Regions from separate parts of the Mus musculus genome. Here regions 1 and 3 are each linked to region 2. Evidence: chromatin contacts called from public ChIA-PET data. All regions are on one chromosome and are shown on one strand. Each heading gives the region's core, a stretch centred on a gene start, on an enhancer-like site or on the middle of the called end of the contact. The rest is flanking DNA. Distances are from core to core; before and after follow the strand shown.

The links. ChIA-PET counts read pairs in DNA pulled down with a chosen protein or histone mark.
Region 1: a contact with region 2 is called in an RNA polymerase II ChIA-PET map of effector CD8 T cells, with 10 read pairs. The contact joins the enhancer-like site here to the promoter of Tlr6 in region 2. A contact is called at or near these places in 5 of 39 promoter capture datasets (the 3T3-L1 cell line, the C10 cell line, neural stem cells and 1 more), 1 of 484 Hi-C or Micro-C datasets (CD8 T cells), 2 of 115 datasets of contacts at active chromatin or transcription factors (bone marrow-derived macrophages and effector CD8 T cells) and 2 of 9 other capture datasets (embryonic stem cells and liver).
Region 3: an RNA polymerase II ChIA-PET map of memory CD8 T cells shows a contact between it and region 2, with 11 read pairs. The contact joins the promoter of Ube2k here to the promoter of Tlr6 in region 2. A contact is called at or near these places in 2 of 39 promoter capture datasets (liver and pre-B cells) and 1 of 115 datasets of contacts at active chromatin or transcription factors (memory CD8 T cells).

The regions. Positions count from the first base shown.
Region 1 is chr5:64,148,617-64,151,338 of GRCm38.p6, reverse strand. No RefSeq gene overlaps it. Among named protein-coding and RNA genes, the nearest start is that of Gm22559, 5.7 kb to the right of the region's middle. Within about 2 kb of position 1,353, at least 93 of the 459 cell types and tissues checked have an H3K27ac peak or open chromatin away from gene starts, as enhancers often do. A contact at or near this core is called in CD8 T cells and effector CD8 T cells, where this site is marked.
Region 2 is chr5:64,958,601-64,961,341 of GRCm38.p6, reverse strand. Tlr6 (toll-like receptor 6) reads left to right here and starts at 1,294. Exons shown (of 2, transcript NM_001359180.2): 1 at 1,294-1,319.
Region 3 is chr5:65,535,950-65,538,649 of GRCm38.p6, reverse strand. It overlaps Ube2k (ubiquitin-conjugating enzyme E2K), which reads right to left and starts at 1,405. Exons shown (of 7, transcript NM_016786.4): 1 at 1,104-1,405. The coding sequence starts at 1,166. It also overlaps a transcript of Smim14 not described here.

The sequences.
Region 1 (2,722 bases), core at 104-2,603, 810 kb after region 2:
CTATGTAGACCAGGCTGACCTCAAATTCACAGCAATTCTGCCTCTGCCTCCAGACTGCTGGTATTAAAGTTGTTCACTATCACACCTGGCCTAATTCTTGCTATCTACTAGTTATTTAATACTGTTTTGTTCTGTTGTTTTGTTTTGTTTTGTTTTGAGACAGTCTCAATTTATAGTTTAGGCTGGCCTTGAATTCTTGATCCTCCCAAATGCTGACATTATAGATATATATACCAGCTCCCCTGTTTGTTATATGTATGTATTTTCCCATGCTGACAATGCAGGGAAAGACTCTTAAGTTGTAATAAGAACTGCTACACATAACTTGTAAATGCCTTGCATTTCATTGCAGTTCACTGAATGAATCCTTGGAGTCTATACACAGATCTGTTAAGAACGTCTGATGTTAAAAACTCTTTAAAGTCTGTGACAGCATTTAACAAATCAGTACTAAATTCTTCCTTAACGCTTCAAGATCACAGAGTGACCAAAGTCCCCCTGCTATCCACAGTCCTAGGCAGGGGAAGTGGTACCTGCCATACTGAGCGGCATCCAGCAGTCAAGGAGCACTTATTCAGCTTCCTGGATTGTATTTCACAGGACGAGGACAGAAGTCACATGGCTCACCTGATGCTGCATGTGAGGGGACAGGTAGGTCCTAGGTACTCAGCAGATTCCAGCGTGCAGCAGAGCCTGTGATGGACGGCCTTGGGACTCAGTGCTGATAGGTCTTTGCTTTCTCCCTTCTCGGAATCTTTTCGGCTTCCTCTCTTTTTCTCTCCTATCTTCCTGAAGGGAGAACAGGAAGTCAACCCAAGTGTCCATTTACCATCAGGTAAAAACTGAAATAACTCCGATCTTTTGGAAAATTAAGACTTCAGAAGTTCATCAGTTGTGCTATGTCGAATCATCCTTTCCTTTCTTAATGGTTGGGGTTCCGTCAGCCAGGGCAGGAGGGCTTAGCGAACATCAGGACATTGTTATGCCCCTCAAACCCAGGTCTCCTCAATGAGATACTATGCGGGAGCCATCCGGGGTGAGTGGTCCTATAGCGATAGTGAGTGGTCCCCTGTGAGGACTCAGAAGGTAAGTGGACATCTGTGCGGAGCAAAACAGAACAAAAGGTTTTCAACACACAAGCTAACGCCACACCTGGCTGGAAGTTTCCTGGGCTGCAAACCCAGGGAGTTGAGAAGGCTGGGCTGTGTGGCTTTGTTACTGTCCCCCTAAGTAAGACTCCTTGGTTGCTTTCCTCCGTTCCCTCCCTGTTCTTATCTGTCCTCTCCCGTGCAGAAACTCGGGGCACTGCCCACCCTCTGAAAAAGATCTGGGGGAAGAAAACCTAACCAAACAAAAACCAAAAGCCACTTCCTTCCTTATCCTACATCAAAGTGGGTCTGACAGACCCAGGGCTGGAGGTACAAGTGGAGGAAACCGGGGTGATCTGGGGGGAGAGTTCACGGGAGTATGAAGCATGAATGTCGGTGTCGGGCTTCACAAGTAATACAGAGGTAGGTGAAAGGGCAGAAAGCCGTGGGAACGTGGGAAGAAAATGGAGCCGCCATCCACAGCTGAGAACCAATCATTCCTGTACAACTAGCGAGTGCTGAGAAGACTGCTGACACAGAGACGGTATTTATTTTAAGAATGCTAAAATAACAGGAAACCAGACTTACACCTGGTGTGATGGCTATGACCTCACCCCTCTCCTGGATATTTTCTAGAACTCTCACAAATAAGGTCATTAAGCCTTGGCTTACAGTGAAGGAAGGTCTCCTGCACCCAGGTGCTCTACAGTGATCAACCGAAGCCCCGCCCACCCCTGGCCCCGCCCACACAGCGCAGGAACTATGCTAATCTCTCATTTAAACTCCTCAAGCAACTCCCCAAAGATAGTAAATTAAAAAAAAAAAAAAAAAAATTCCTGTGTGTGGCTGTTGTAAAGAACCTGATACTCACTCTTGGGTGTGTCTCACTGTTTTCCAAGTCCCTCTTTTTTTAAATTAAATCTTTATGCTTAAGATTGACATTTAAACTATCCTCTAGTAAACTCTAATTCTGCTTCTACTGGGTCATCCTGAAATTACTTTCTGCAGCTAACCCAAAAATCCCGCTTTAACTGGATGAAGAACTCTGAGAAAGAATGCTTCTTCACTTTGCTAGAGGCCTGTCTAATCCCTGGGGCCATTGACAATAAACATTCCTGCACGCAGAATGCTTGGCTACTTCTTTGTTGTCGTGTTGTGTGGTTTGGTTTGGCTTTATTGAAAATGGCTCTTTTATTCCACTACATAATATATCCTGACTATAGTCCCCCCACTTTACTTCTCCTAGTTCTTCCCCACTTCCCGTTCCATCCAGCTCCACCCCCTTTCTGTCCTTCATTATTAACCAAACAGGCTTCTAAGGGATAATACTAAAATACAATAAGATTAAAAACAAAAACTAATACATCAGAATAGGGCAAAACAACCAAACAGAAGGAAGAGAGAGCCCAAGAAAAGGTACATGAAACAGATACAGAGAGACCCATTTTGTTCACATTCTTGCTCATATATATATGGATATGGATATACATATATAGTATAAATAAAAATAAGATGAAATTTAAAACAAACCAAAGTGACATGACATTATGAGACAAAGAACCTCCAGTGATGTGACGTCATTGAGTTGCTTCTATCGGCCACCGATTGCTGGGCACTGCAACCTACAGTTACAT
Region 2 (2,741 bases), core at 45-2,544:
CCCTTAGAGTTGTGACAGCTTCAACAGGAGTAGCACTTGCATCCCCAAAGGTCATCATTACTGTGCAATACAACCGAGATGTGAGTCATGTGACCGCTCTTCAATGCTAGGCGCACGTATGTGTGTGCCTGTATGCGTGCGTGCGTGCTTGCTCAAGCTTGTGTGTATACCTCTGAATCATGTGGTTTCTTAAGAAGCAGGCCCAGTGTTGCCTGCCATCCCTTGCATCTCATTGGCTCCTCTCCCCTCTGCCTAGGTCTCCAGTCGGGTCTGGATATCTCCACTCATTCGCTCCCTCCACACACTAGTTGCCAGCTTTGCCCCATCACTCCTTGCTGAGCCTCCCCAGTTCGGAGAAGACTTCCTCTTATGTTTGCTGAGTGACTATGAGCAGTAAGATGTTCTTCTTCGTTTCCTCCCGAAAGCAGAAGTGATTTCCAGCTTATCATTGGCCAACGTACAGTCTTGGTAGTTTTTTGTTTTTGTTTTTTTGTTCAAAGACGAGATGATGGTAGCCAGAGAGATCAATTAGGAGACGATCATCTAGTTAATCGAGTGAGAAGCCGGGATACAGGGACACCTGCTCAAAGTGTCTGCCCTTCATCCTCTTTGCCTTTCAGCCTTGACTAAACGTGTTTCTCAAATTCTAAACAGTCTTTAGAAAACCAAGTTCTAAGCTGCTGTGGAAGAAGACCAGCATCGCTTGCTCTTCCCGAATTAAGAACTGAAGCTCCCAGTAGTAGTGAATGTTGACAAACTGTCGAGGCTGGCTAAATGTGTATTGACACTGAAACTTCTCTTGAAAACCGGCTTTCCAAAAAGCACGCCATGAGCTTTAAGCTTATTTTGTTTTTAAAGTATCTCTGTCAGTCCCAAGGTGCTGAAACCTTGCTCGAATGACAGTGGTGATTTTGTAGGGGAAATATGAAGGATTGTCACAGCACAGAACTGAATCTCCTAACTTCTATCCTGGTGGCAATTTAAAATTCAGTCTGAAATAAAACAAAACAAACAACAAACAACAAAACTAAACAAAAATAAAAACCAAAAAGCAGACAAAACATACCTTAAATAAATACTCGTAGTAACACCAAAATGTTCATAATCTGCTTGTTTATATGAATCTAAAGATTGAAGCAAAGATTTATAGACGGCAGCTCAGAGCCCCTCTGCTTTGGAAGGGTTTTATACACGGGGTAATTCCAACGAGTACCAAGAGATGACGCCAAACCACTCCTAAGTACCGTGGTTCCCAGGCTTAGGACTAGGGTTGGTCAAGCAACTTATTTTTTCAGAGAAATTCGGAGAAGGAAGTCTTGGTAAGTAAGAAGGCTTTTCTGGATTTTTCAAATTACTGCGTTGATATTTCAATCGAGAAAGAAAATGGTACCGTCAGTGCTGGAAATAGGTAACCTTTCTTTGAAATTTTTACAAAACGATTTTGTGGCGGTGTTTTAAAGCGTGGCTGTCGTTTGGACTACCTAAGAATTTTCTGTGACTTTCGGGTAGACAGACAACAGCTGGCATTTCAGCGGTAGCCAAGGAAGTGAGTCGACTTCTGTGACTTTTCCTGTCCCGTTGGTTTGGGCTGTTTTCTCCTTTCACGAAGTTTTGTAGTCTTTTGTGGTCGTGACAGCACACTGGGCTGTGTGTATAAAAACAGTGTTCTGTTTCCTCATCACGTGGTACTATAATCTTTTATTAGTCTGTACCTCTCACTAATTTATGAGCGTTTTGGAGGAAGGATTTAATTCTGTCCCTCCTATGTGAATTCGTTTCCGCTGCGCTAGTTTTTGCCGTGCCCTTTGTCCACAGAAGAATCTGAAGAAACATTTGGTGGAAGTGACTGAGATCAAGATTCCCAAACTCTTTGTAACTTTGAATCCAGCCGGAAGCTGGCACTTGGCCTTCAAACCCAAAGTTTGACAGAGCCAGGTTTCTCTTGTGCTTGTGTTGACTTGATTACAACCCTCCCCCCCACCCCCCTTTTCTCATAGCTTTAGTTTTTACGGCGCTCCCTCCATCCGCCACCACTTTTGGTTTTGTGGTTGACTATTCTTTTCTCTTTCACTTTCTGTTTGATGTATTAAGCAAATTCTTATTGTCTCCTCATACTTCCTTTAAAATAAATAAATAAACCTTCCCCTTTGTCCCACCCATGCTACCTACGAATTCATTAAAGTCTGGGGCTGTTTGCCAGAATGTGCACCCTAGGAACATCTCGAGGTTCTGAGCATCTTCCAGGACGCGCATATCCATGTGGGGGACATGGCAGCTGAATGAATGACAGTCCCTTGAACATAGACACGTAAGCTGCCCTCGGGGGGTGGGGGAGGGGGATTTGTAGGAGGGGACCTCATCCGTGAATGTCCATTCTCTGCCACCTTGTTGAAGAGGTTGGGCCCTCTTTATGTGTGTATTTATATCATAAATAATACAAGCATGCTTGCATATAAAACTTTTTGGCGGGGTATATTTTAAGAGAGCTTTAATTGATTAGTTCTTTGAGAATTTTGAACACTGTGTTTTTCTTCGCCCCTTCCTAACTCTTAACCACCCACCCACCTGAGTGTCCCCCCAACCCACCCCCGTCCAATCCCATCAAATCCAACTTGTGCTATCCATGTACTCTTGGCTATGTTGCCTTATATTGGACTGAGTTAGGCTTACCAAGGGCTCCTCTTCTCCCGGCAACCCTCAACTGCCTCAGCACGGAGTGGAACATTATGCCCGCCTCCACA
Region 3 (2,700 bases), core at 156-2,655, 580 kb before region 2:
TAAAATTATTCAATCACTCTCAATATTTCACATAAATAAATTTGGCAAGCATTAATGTACTTAAAATTTGCAAGACTTACAATGTACTAGGAGTTTTATTTTTCTTAATATGCTATTTCCTGCTATAATATTGTGTCAAAAAAATAAACCTAACTCAATAGTGAACTACAATAACGTGTTATCTGATGAAATCCCTTGTTTTTTAATAGGCCTGTTTTTAAAAGTGAGACTCAAGTTAACTATGAGGGACATCATAATGAAGTTTCACAGTACAACACTAGTCACAGAGGCATTGCCCTAGGAGAGCCTGACACTGGTAAACAGTATTCTGAAATAGGCTACTCAGACACTCCATTATTCTCCCTACTTCAAATCATTTAATTAACAAACAACTTGCCTTTGACCAGACTAAAAGCTTTAAATGTCAATGATGAGGCCTAGTTACGGGCTGGGTCCGTAGAAAAGAGATTACCACCTCATTCGGAATTATTTCTCTATCTGTAGTGGAAATTGTTTCAGTTCCCTTCCCATTATGTCTCCCTTTCCCCCAACACTACACTGGAAGGGAGTAACTCAAAGTCTTCCCCTCGTCTATACCTAAAGACTGTGGAGGTTCCTTCCCCAAGGAGAAGACAGCAAAGGCCCCGGCCGGCGATCTCCAGAACACCCCGAAAAGCGTGGGCCTGGGGGGTGCGCTGCGGCCGGGGGATCCAGTTACTACCTTTCCCCTTCCCCCAACCCACTTCCCGGGTTTTCTCGGCCTGCTCCTTCTTCCCCACCGCCTAGTCACACTTCCAGATGTTGCCGCCACCGCCTCGGGGCTCCCTCTAGAGCTCACGTGCCCCCGACGAGTGCTTCGGCATCGGCCCTCCAAACCCCGTTCCTCCCCAGGCCGGCCGGCCGGCCAGCCGCCCGCGAGACCGCCTCTCCCAGGGCCCGGGGAGGGGAGGGAAAGGCGGCGGGAGGAGGAGGGGAGGCCGCCGCTTCCCCAGAGGCAGAGAGGCGGCCGCAGCGAAGCCGGCCAGGGCCCGCCGGGGGTCGCGGAAGGAAGGGGCCCTGCCGCCCGGGGCTGAGATGGGGGCGTCCGGTAGCTCGTTCCTGACCTCCTCGCTCTTCAGCACCTCCTTGAACTCCCGCTTGATTCGCTGCACCGCGATGTTGGCCATGTCTCTGCCCGCAGCTGATTCGTACCCGCCTCCTCCGCCACCGCTACGACCACCGCCACCGCTGCCACCTCTTCCTCCGCCGCCGCCTCCTCCCTCAGCGATTCAGACCCGAGCACACGAACGCTGCCACTGCCACCCTCGCCGTCGCGTTCCTCCTCACTGTAGAATCACCTCCGCGCCCGGCCACCAAAATGGCGCCGGGTCCGCGCATGCGCACCACGCTGACCCGACCGGGCGGCGCAGCCGCTCCAGTGGGAGCCCCATACGTCTCCAGCAGCGAGCCCGCGCCGCGCCGCGCCGCGCGTCTCAGCCGGGGCTTCGGCCGCGTGGCTCCGCCCTGCCGGCGGCTGGGGCCAGGAGGGTGCGGCTTCGCGGCCTGTCCGCGGGGTCTGGGCCTGCCGGGTCCTCCCCTGCCCCTCGGCCTCCTTTACAGAGAGACCTCCAGTCCCTAGGCTGGGACCCGAGGTGGGAGCCCGGCCTGGCGGGTGTCCCCGGCCCTAGCCGGGCCGAGCCCCGCTCTAACTCGGCCAGACCCAGAACCCACGGGCTCGAAGTGCCTCCCTGTGTCTAGCGGAGGAAAAAGCTATGCAGGAACTGGGTCCTGCCCAGCGTCCGTTGGTAAACCCCCGGGAAATCCACTGCCGTAGCTTTTGTTCTGGAACCATGATAAGGCAACTATTATTCGGTCATCTCAGGTATTACAGATGTTTAAGGTTGTGTAATGGTTGTGTCCCACGGCTTGTAATTGATACAGGTGTTGCCAGAAAGAGGCCTGTGATGGGTTTAAAAGCCAGAAGTTACATCTTTGCCCTGTTTAGATAATCAATGCTGAACTGCAGAACTAAGGTGTTTTTCAAACTTGAAAGTGCCTCGGAATCCCTGGAGAGCTGGTTAAGATTGTTAGCACCTATCTCTAGAGTGTGGATGGACCTAAGAATTGGCATTCCTAGCAAGCTCCCTGCTGCCCGTTTTTCAGCGGCCACGCTGTGGGAATGACTGGATTAAGCATGTGAAGAACTGTATTTATTATAGTGACAGTTGAAGAAATAGAAGGCCGAAAGAGCTTTAAACTTACAAAGGTGTTTGGCGCTTGTATTGAGTGAATATAGTTGAGTGGAGAAAAGAGAAACGAGTAAAATTATTTAATTGAGCAATAACGTGGAGAGGCTATTTGAAAGTGGTTAGTAGAGTTTAAAACAATATGGTGTGGGTGCTGAGAGGTACTTTGAAAATAACATTTTGAGCGCCGGGCATGGTGGCGCACGCCTTTAATCCCAGCACTCAGGAGGCAGAGGCAGGCGGATTTCTGAGTTCGAGGCCAGCCTGGTCTCAGAGTGAGTTCCAGGACAGCCAGGGCTATGCAGAAAAACCCTGTCTGGAAAAACCAAAAAAGTAAAAATAAAAAAAAAAGAAAGAAAATAACATTTTGAAATTATGAAGGTGTTATTGTAGGAATATGTTTCATGTATTCACCTAATCGATCAGTTCCGTATTCCATTTTAAGACTAATGCTAGCTGAGTGTGGTGGTACAAG